Linked DNA regions of Drosophila melanogaster: region 2 is linked to region 1. The links are chromatin contacts, called in public Hi-C maps. All regions are on one chromosome and are shown on one strand. Each heading gives the region's core, a stretch centred on a gene start, on an enhancer-like site or on the middle of the called end of the contact. The rest is flanking DNA. Distances are from core to core; before and after follow the strand shown.

Region 1 (5,478 bases), core at 1,307-3,806:
TTTCAACTAACTAAGATGTTATCTTATATCTTCCATTTCTAAAAATTTCAGAACTTGAATTAACTAACTCCTAACTTCTGAGAGGAACGATGGCCAGTGAGCGTGGCCAATCTGACACGGAATTGAGTGACATTTCAATGGAGTTTGGTGAGTGAGTGAGACAAGGAATAGCCATTTCTTCATTGTTGTATTCACTTTGGTTCGGAAACTGGCCCTGCGCAGAAGTTTCGTAAAAATGCTGCTCTACAAAACAATAAATCAGCGACAAATTTTGCAATTTAGAATTTAAATGTTTTCGATTACCAATCGAATACATTTCAATACATTAATTTTAAGTCATTTTTTATGAGCTCCTCAAATGTTCATCGGCTTACAGGGCACCTTACCTTCCAATTTGTATATACGTATGTATGTATTTATGGCCAAACTATTTTCCATCCGATCTTTGGTTAATATTTTTACCCGTTACTACTTAGTTTATATTTCTTTCGATCGATATGTCAGAAAAATGTTGAAAATTCTAATTCGCACTTTTACCAGCTTTGTACCTTGACTATAGGCTGGCTTAAATTCGTTCCATGCAAAAGTCCGTTTTATTAATTTCCAAATAGACCAAAGAGGATATATGTTTGCGTTTATGTTTAGGGCTCCTTTTAGAAATAGTTTGGATATATGAAAACATTTTGAAACAAGGAAATTCCTTAAAAAATTTTGTTTTTTATGTTTTATAGCTTTTACATACATAAAAAAATTGTTTTTGCATATTGATAAAAGTTGGAGAAAGAAAAAGGGAAAATAAGAACAAAAGAAAATGCTATAGTCAAGTTCCACTACTATCAGATTAAATGTCATCATTTTTTTGTCATAGCGATATTTATTATATCGATTTTGGCAAATAAAATGAGAAGATATGACAAAATTGTTCTAATATGTTGTCCTGGCCGTTTTGTGCGTTTTGTAGGTAGTTAGGAGGGGCGTAAACAAAATGTTTTTGGTACAAAGAATCTATAAAAATTGGCAATTGACATTTCTATTACAATGTCTCTAGAATCTGTATGCTTAGTCTCCTGATCTCGACGTTTATAACGACGGGCATATGTATATGGCCAGATCGACTGGGCTATCAATGAATGATACATATGTACATATATTGATACATATGTATCAATGAATTAAACCTGATATAATAGCAAATACAGCTCCTATAGATAACACATAATGAAAATGAGCTACTACATAAGTATCATCTATAATAATATCTACTTATGAATATGTACATATATTCTTTCAACGAATCTAGTATACCATTTTACTATAAGGGCAGAAAACTGAAAACATTTTGTAAAAGTGTGGGAGTAAATTTTTTGGCGGTTTTGTGGACGTTGACGTGGGCTCGGCAACATTCTGCAAAAACCTTGATAGCTAAAAATTTCGGCTTTTTTAGTTTCCGAAGTCTCGACCATCAAACGGACCAACTCTTCTCTCTATGTCCTTTTTAAACAACAAGTAATAGGTGTAGAAAAAAACAAGTTTTCCGTGTAATTGTTTATTTAATAATATATTATCCTAGGGAGATGCAATCCTAGTAACATTTTTTGAATAGCAAAGAATAATATTTTAAATCATGTACATGTACGTTAAATGTTTGAAAAAACTTAACAAAAGTGAATTTTTTCGTTACTATGTATTCGTCGACGCATTGTTGGTTTACCTTTATTTTTTATTTCATTTTATTTTCTTCCGATTTAATTTGTAAAATGATTAATTTTTTCAGAAATGGCGACAAATGGAATTAAATTTGTTTCTCCCATAAAATTCGAAGTAACTCATCCATCTTTCGAAATCACTCAAACATGCGAGAGCGAAACAGAAACCGGTCGCGCTCTTGTGCTCACGAGACAATAACTGTTCTTGCTCTTTCGCTTGTCGAATTTTCGAAAACAGTCTGTGGACAGAGGCGTTCGGATGAGGGTCTCGAACTAGGAAATTGTTACAAAATATATGGTAACATTTCGCTAATAATAAACAACGAAATATTTATTTATTAGTTCTTAAACGTACTCACAAAACATAGGTACCATATCAACCACTAATAGATTCTTTCAAGTTGTTAGCTTACACGAAAATGTTTTAACCCCCTCTTGAGATGTACGCCACTGACCCTACAAACCGCAAAACAGCTGATTTTTGTCGGTATGCAAGCAAACCTTTAATTAATGACAATTTAATGGCCAAAAGCAACCAAAATGTATTTACCAAACAATAATTCCATAGTATTTACCTTAGTTCAAGTCGAAACATAAATATGTTCATTTTATTTTATAATTTTGGGGTATACATATGTATATTACGAACCTGTGGATCGGAGTGCAAGTAGCAAGGTTGGATTAGAGGAAATAGTTTTTTCTCATCAAAGCAGAGCTTAAACACTGTTGCTGATGCGTATTTTCATTTAAATTCGATAGAACAAACTGTAAAACACAGATAATAAAACATAATTCACAGCGCACTTTTCACCAGCAAGCGTACGACGCACGCGACGAGTTGCTTCTCCCACAAGAAGTTCGAAATTCGAAATCGTTTGTGCAACTGAGAGAGAGAAGTTCGAATATTTGAGTGGTTTTTAAGTTCGAAAAACACCAGAGATTTCTGATTAGGGGGTAATTTACTTACAATTTTTTTTGATTGGACTTCGTGATCTTTTTCATATATACATTTATCGAGCTATAATTCCTAACGGTTAAGGTCTATTGGGGTCTCGAGGTTAATACGAACGGATAGATTGAGATGGCTATTGATCTTAATAAAGAATATTTGGATCGGTTCTGTCTAGTTTTTTTACTCAACTCTTTTTTACTTCTTATTTAAATATTTTAAGGTGTAGAATATGTTTCGCAGTTGTGTCTCATCGTTTGTGTCCCAGATATGTATGTATTTACAGCTGTGTTCAATAAAATAGCAGTGCGAGGGAAACTAAGAAATACAAAGGTATTTTCCCTTTTTGGAATCGACTTTTTATTTCACTTATTTTTGTAAAATGGAATGTGTATATAGGAATAAAAAGAAAATCCCAATAGTTTTTCATGTTATCCTTTTCTGCTTAAATTCTTGAGCAAATTCACAACTTTTATGCTGTTCATAAGAATAGCAGTGTCTGGTTTTGTCCAACGTAAAGTCCCGAAAATATCAATATTTTCTAACGTGTGTTTGGTTCGTATATTTAAAAGAGCAATAATTAAAAAAAAAATAAATAAAAAATATTGTATATTATAGTAGATAGAGAAAGAAAAGAATGTTAATTCACCAATCAAAGAAAACATTTCACACATATTCTGCCTTCAGTTGTGTCCATAGAAATCGGGGACACAAGGCAAATCCATTTATATTGCGAAATCAAAACCATTTTTCCATGTCATTGGAATCCTCCACTAGAGGTGAACTAATTGCGTGTTCAGCGCAAAATCTTTTCGATTTATCGCCTCAGGTTGATTTTATGCTTCACATAGACACCACACAGCCGCTGCACATCCACATATTGATGCAGCATCCAAAGGACCGAAATGAGAGGTGGGCTCCAGAGGGCAACGGAGCGAATACCCGCTGATTTATACGCTTCAATCCCACATTTTTGTTTCTTCGGCTGCCATTTAGCTAAAATATTTCATATCCGAATTGCATCGCCGTCTCGAGCCTTCGCTCCTTCGTCTTCGTTTGGCTGCCAGGCAGAAGACTAGAGCGGGACGCACTGATGGCAGAGAGTGGGAGCGAGAGGGTACGCAATGGACAGCCGCTTCCCCGTAATTATGCGATTTGTTATTCGAGATTTGAGGCGATTGTGACTGGGCACCATGTAGGCGAGGAGGCGCTGAAGAAGCAGCAGTTCCACCGAGAAATGATTTAAACTGCGATTTCAATTCTGGCATTTCTGATTCGCCCAGTGTCTGTGTTGCAACTTGAGGCCCTCCCATACCATCTCCACAATCCGCCGCGCGGACCCCGGACACCGCAAGCTGAATTCGACACGCCAAGATCTGAGTATCCCAAATGATAATGCTGCGGCCATTGCATGTGCGATGGGCAGTCAGAGTCGGACGGGCGGACTGACTCCGGACCAACGGACAACATCCATTCGCTGACTGACTGACGTACTTGGGGGCTGACTGATATGGGTGGAACCAAAAGGCTCACAGAGCGGCGAAGTCTTCTTGCTGGACGCCCTGCAGCAGACATTATAGCCAACGAAAAATATTGGTTATATATTACAGTTTCTCAATATTTTAGTCAGATTCCGAAACCAAGCGAGAAAAACGAGTCATCGCTACCCTACATCAGGACAGTAAATATATGTAAGTATACTAGATTGTAAGTGTACTAGATAAGAATGTAGAATCAGTTTTAATCAAATGAAGTATATCTTGTGCCCTTCGTACACCCCGTGGAGCACGACTACAGCGTTCGCTCTTGTACAGTAAAAGGGTATACTACAAAAGATTCGTTGGATGAAGAAAGCATTTTCGACTATATAAAGTATATAAATTATTGATCAGGATCAATAGCCGAGTCGATATAGTTATGTCCGTCTATCCGTATGAACGTCGAGATCTCAGGAACTATAAAAGAGAGAGCATACAGATTCTAGACCCAAAGCCGCAGCGCAAGTTTGTTGACCCATGTTAGTGGCTTACGCCCACAAGCCGCACAAAACGAAATTTCGAAATTCGAAATTTTTCCATAAATTTATAAGTCTTAAAAATTTCTATCGATTTGCAAAAAATGTTTGCCATGGCTTTAACGCCCAAAAGCCGCCGATCCGCTCACGCCTACACTTTTGAACAATTTTATAATTTGTTCTCATTTTATTTCCCAATATCGATACCGATATTCCAGAAAAATTATAAAATTTCGCGTTTGGATTCACACTAGCTGAGTAACGGGTATCTGATAGTCGGGGAACTCGACTATAGCCTTCTCTCTTGTATTGAATTAAATTGATATCTGCTAATAAAACGCAATAATAAAACTAAAGAAAATCCCCGTTTTAAGAATATGAAAGTTCCCTACATTCTAAAAAATCTGGGTAATCCATAAGTCAATGGCAAATAATAACAATAAAAGTTTTTCCCATACCCAAATGCTATATGTAAGTTAATCTGTTTAATTTAATCGCTTCATATGTTGTTTAAAGCCAAGTATTTAAAAAATATATAAAAAAAATTAAAACTAAATTAAAAATCAAGCACCGGCATTTTTGCTTGAGTGCTTGACCTTGTGTGCGATCTACCGCTGAGTGTTGGCCGGGCTTGATTGCATGGCCTTCGTCTTCGTCTTGGTTTTGGGCTTAGTCTTCATCTCCATCGCCGTCCATCGGCATCGTCCATCTTGGCCGGAACATTGTCAGTTGGTTTCGGTCTGGCATTGGGGCTTGGATAGGGGCTGGCTTTCTGAGATTCGTTAGCTCTGGGAGCAGAGACTTGAGGG
Region 2 (5,478 bases), core at 1,016-3,515, 100 kb after region 1:
TATGGAATAGATTGGGAAGGCGCGCCAGCACACAAAAACAAAGAGCAGCAATCCAACACTAATAATTCGCTTTTATTGAGTGTTTCTGGTGCAATAAAAGCATTTCGGTTGGATTTCCCTTCGCCGGTCGTAAAAAATTTTGGAATTTTATTGACCAGAGAGCCAGGCGAAATGCAAGATCATTTTGATACGCAGCGAACGGCTTGCTCCGCGGTGAATCTCCTTCCCCCACCCCCCACACCCTTTAAAGAAACTTAACGAGCCAACAAATTACTACACGTCATAAAACTCAACTCACAGAAATATACCAAGATGCGACCGCGGCGGCGCGGTCTAAAAATAATATTCGTAGCGCCCAAAAGGCAGGCGACTTCTTTAGGGGCCCTCTGCCCCTCGGGTGACATTATCAAAATGATTTAGCAGCACAGTCGCGGTGACATTAGGCAGATTTCCAATGCCATTGGATGGCACATTTAATAGACGCACCGCAGGGCGGTAAACTATCGAAAAAGCAAGCTTTAACATCAAATTTTGGGACGGCAACTGAAGAGGGACTACGATCTAACCATCAAGTAATTTGTACATTTGATTATTTGGCTTTCAGAAGCTTGCACTTCAAAAACACATTGAAATGCTATAAGTATATCTAAGCATATTTAAATACATTTCCAAGTTGCAATAGGAAAATGTATTTCATTTTTATTTATGCACGTTATGTGGAGTATCCTTATTGAATTATAAATGTTCATGGATCACTGACATGCATACAGAATATTTGCCATGCGAATTTCGAGTATTTTCGTTACCAAGGAATTTTAAAAATTCACGGTCGGGAGAGCCCTTGTTTTAGTTCCCGGAAGTTTCCTGACCAAACATGGGCTGCGCATTCACGGAATCGTTTTCGTCACCTGTTGAGATCACAGTGATCACCGATGATCGCTCCTTAGCTTTCTGCATCATCTGCTCTACGGTTTGGCGCCGGTAGCGACGGATATTTCCCTGTGTCACCTGACCCTTTTCATCCATGCGCATCTGCTGGGGATGTCGGCGCAACCACGTCCACGGCTTTTCACGATTAAATGGTTCGTGCAGGAGCACCGGGAGCGGATCGCCATAATACACTCGGTTCGTGGTCCGCTTAGGAACAGGCTCAACATCGCTGGCCTTCTTCCTTTTCTTCGAGCCGCGTGCCGAGTGGCTCTTGAGCACGGCTTTCGAAGCAGAAGCCTTGACTCTTTCATAGTACGAATCGGAATTTACATTGGCCTTGATGCTATGCCGTGGCGGCTGTTTTTTTGGATTTGTGACATTGCTGTCCAATTTGAGGTCTTTGATGGCAGTTATTAGTTTCTCAGTATCGCGCGTCAGATAAGTCTTATCATTAACGCGAATGAGCAATTTGGCGAGCCGCCTGGTCCGCTCTAAAGCTAAAGAATCCGTGAAAACCCATTTTTCGGGCGTGTGCATGACATCTAAGCCCGCGGACTCAAGGCTGGATCCAAAAACATATCCAGGATCTCCTGCTGTGCGTTGCTCCAGGCCGGTGTTGAGATGACTTCTGTTTTCTGAGGCCCTGGCTTCCGAGTTTCTTAATCGCCTCCTGCCGTTTTGACGAGCGATTGAGTCGTGATCGATACCAGCTCTACGCGCTATGGAATCCCTTTTAAGTGTCCCTCGTAGGCCGCTAACGCCTGCATCAAATGCACGGAGCTCAGTGGGTGGAGATTGCTTCAAAACAGTTTGCACGGCGCTCATTAGTAGCTGCAGTGAGTCCTGGCTAAGGCGGCTCCTTACATTCCCATGAGTATCGAAAATTCTCATAAAGTTCTCACAGGCACCGCAGTTCACAAAGGGAACTCTACAAGAGGGGCTTAAGGTCTCCGTCTCGGCGGGATGAAGGATCTCTGAAAAGTTCTGGAGGGTCAGTGTGTGCAAAAAGTCTGACACCAAATCCGGCGGACGATTCAGGGTCGTGGCCAGGGCCAAAATAATGCGCTGGTTGGTGAGGAACCAACGCTCCTTGTGCGACTTCTGCGGACATCGACACCCCAGCTCCATCAGGACCGACAGGCGTTTCTCCTCCACCGAGTCATTGTTCAGCTGCTTGTATGGGTTCTTCGGGGAGTTTCCCGCCGGAGGCTTTCGCGAAGAGCGACAGGCACAGGGCGCAAATCGCTGAAGGCAAAAGCCGCTGCCGAGAAGATTGCCCGCGAAGATTCCATTCCTCAGGCTGAGCATTCTCGCAATAACTGTTTTAGTTCAAAATATATTTTCCCCAACTAAAATAGAACTGTCATATGAAATTTGTAAAGGGCGTCTCAAGTGAGAAAATGCACATATGTATTTGTCCAATATGTCCAAGCCACTCAATCGGATTAATCCCAGCTCTGCTTAACTTTTTGTAATGTTCCTGTGCTAGAAGTGGTCGGCAGGAATTGATCCACCTGGCAGATACCACAAATCCGCTACGCAGTCTGGCTAACGCGGGATAGTCGTCTTCAGCAAAACCAGTACGAAATCTCGACGGTTGTGACAACGTGGATACATTTGAAAGACATTTACAAAACAAAAATGCCAGTCATAATCGATTCGACTCTTCTGTCACGAACTATAATAGTTATATATTACTTATTTTTCAATTGGGCTTTGCGTTAAAATTGTTTACTTTTAAATGTTAAATGTTGTTAATGAACAGACCGTTTTATATCTTTCTTTCTTTCCGCCTGTTCAGATTAATTCAGATAACTGTCTGCGATTCAGGTTTATGTTGCATAGTTACACAGTTACGATCTTCATCGTTCTCATAACTGGGCTACTCAAATTGAAATTAGCTGTCAAAAATAGAGAAAACTTACTCTCGGTATGTATGTACATACGTATGCGAGATCCCTTATAATTTGTATAAGGCATCAAAATACATATGTACATATGTTGTATTTTGTTACACATACATATGTACATATGATGTGTATTGATGCATTCTCACCTGGGGACGAACTATTATACGTGTATACACATGTTGGTGTAGCTAGGTGAAGGTAGGCAGAAGGGAGAACTGTGAAATAACCGTCAGCTTGAGGATTGCAAAAAAAAAGCTGGACGGTAAATGACAATACACCTCCCCGTCAACCATTGTGCTTCACTTTGGCACCAACAACAATTAACCCTCCGCGAAGGCAAGAACAAGGAAAACTCAAAAAACCAAACAACTAAAAGGGGGAAAAGAAACAAAACTTAATCTAGCCCAATTCTATTGGGTGCGAGAGCGAGACCGCGTTGTGCGCCGCTGCTTGACAGAGGGGAAAGCAAAGCAGATCTGAAAAGTGACGGGGGTGAGCAAACGCTGTATAAGGGGAAAAACGGGGCAATAGGAACGGCTGAAATGAAACCGCAGCTGTCTCTGCAAAAGGGGAAATAAAGAGTAAACTAATAGGAATTTCGCTCTTTTGTTCTCTCTCTCTCTCTCTTTCTCTCTCTTCCCCTCTGATTGGAAACAGCGCTGCACGAGAGAGCGTTCAATTGGGAGAAACAAAAACGCAAACAAACCCAAACCACACACGCACACACACCAGCAAACAGCGCTGCAAGTGCTGAATTACCGGCACTTCTTCTTCTTCGACGGCGTAAACGGCAGAGGCGTCGACGCACGACTTCCGCAGCACCCCACTCACACACATACTAACAACGCACAATAAACAAAACCCCAGTAGCTTGTGTCGGTTGGGATTTCAAAACAACGTTCGACGAAAGTTCACAGCAAATTCCGTTGGTAAGGAATCTGAAATCGTATTTACGTTTACAGATAATTATAGTATCACAATTGGAGTTGGAGAGTATTAGCTGGTTAACGACAATATTGGTCGCATTTGATGATCAGTAGATAGTAGATAAGACTTCCATAAGCACAAGAACGTTGCAAGATGTTCGACCTAAAATTTCGGATATTTTGGAGGCACGAGTGCGAGACTGTGAAAAAGTAGTTTGTTCAGAGGAAAAATACTGTTCACGCCCACACTGTGGAAACTGCTTCATTTTATTATTTGTCTTTTTCAAATTTCAAATGTTATCCTTGTTTTTGAGAACATCCTACAATTCAAGGATAGTAGAATCTTGTAAGCTATATGTATGCTATATTATCACATTGTAATATACACCAATAAAGCTTGGAGAAAACCACCACGTTAAATAAGGAAACAGTTATTTTGAAAATATGAAAAATATGTGTATGTATATTTACCTAATTAAGCAGAAAACAAGAGAGAATACTATAGTCGAGTTCCCCGACTATCAGATACCCGTTATTTACCTAGTGTGAATGCAAACGCAAAATTGATTAATTTTTCTGAGATATTGATAAATGATAATTGGGAATAAAATGAGAAAAAAATTTAGAATTGGTTCAAAAGTGTGGGTAAAAGTTTTTTTTTTTTGCAAATCGATAGAAATTTACAAGACAAATAGAAATGTGAAAAATATCAACACGTCCTTCAAAAGTGTGGGCACGGCAGTTCAGTGGGATTTGTGGGCGTTTGAGTGGGCGTTGCAACGTGGGTAAAAAAACTTGCGCTGCGTCTTTGTCTCTAGAATTTGTATGCTGCATCTCATACGGACAGACGGACATAGCTAGATCGACTCGATTATTGATCATATAAAATATAATATAAGAGGTAAAAGTAAGAAGTAAAAAAATGTCGCATCACTTACCCATGTACGAATTTAGTATTTATGTAAATCTTATCGGTTTCTTCAAAAAAAAAAAAAAATAAAACTGTCGAATGTTGTTTTGCATCCTATTCACTCATGGGATTTACTCAGGATTACTAGAGTCGATCTGGGCATGTCCGTCTGCCCGCCGTCTATATGACCGTAGGAACGATTCCATTTCGGAAACTATAAAAGTTGAAAAATTTGAGATGCGCATGCCGATTGTAGTGCCGACGAGCACAGCTTTAAAAAATGACTTGCCTTTTTATTTTAAAATTTAAAAATTTCAGCCAAGACAACTAAGAGAACCACTAATAGTAATGAGAAAAAATCACAATCCATCTATTATTCATATATTGTAAATGATCGAGCTTGGAAACAGGAATATTGAACTGTATCATTTACATCAATCAATTATGAATGGTAAGGAATTGAGTAATTAATGGTTACATCTATTATGTCCTTAGAGCATATACTAGACTGTATGCTACAAATAATTATGTTAAGTTCCCTTCAGACCATAAATGCACTTGGATAATATTATATCAAATTTATAATATTCATTGTAAATTAATTTGTTTTATGTATAAGTTAGTTATAGAGGAGACTACGGCTTAGGTCGATCTAAAAATAAGGTAATAAAATACGTACACATATGTTTGCCGTTTAGCTAAATTGGACAGTTTTTGCATAAATTATGTCCCACTTTTCACTTAATATCTATAATATCAAAGACTATTTGCCTTTAATATTCCAGTAAATTTGAAAAAACAA

Evidence for each region. Hi-C and Micro-C count contacts between places; a contact is called where the count stands out from the background.
Region 2: a contact with region 1 is called in a Hi-C map of the Kc167 cell line, with 3 times the contacts expected there. The contact joins the promoter of CG11629 here to the promoter of CG31612 in region 1. A contact is called at or near these places in 1 of 1 datasets of contacts at CTCF or cohesin (the Kc167 cell line), 30 of 107 Hi-C or Micro-C datasets (the Kc167 cell line, the ML-DmBG3-c2 cell line, the OSC cell line and 14 more) and 1 of 6 datasets of contacts at active chromatin or transcription factors (the Kc167 cell line).

Annotation. Positions count from the first base shown.
Region 1 is chr2L:21,792,891-21,798,368 of dm6, forward strand. CG31612 reads right to left here and starts at 2,557. Exons shown (of 4, transcript NM_165400.3): 1 at 2,504-2,557. lncRNA:CR44269 (long non-coding RNA:CR44269) reads right to left here. Exons shown (of 2, transcript NR_124419.1): 2 at 5,153-5,478.
Region 2 is chr2L:21,896,024-21,901,501 of dm6, forward strand. CG11629 reads right to left here and starts at 2,266. Exons shown (of 1, transcript NM_136281.2): 1 at 643-2,266. The coding sequence starts at 2,238. The coding sequence ends at 847.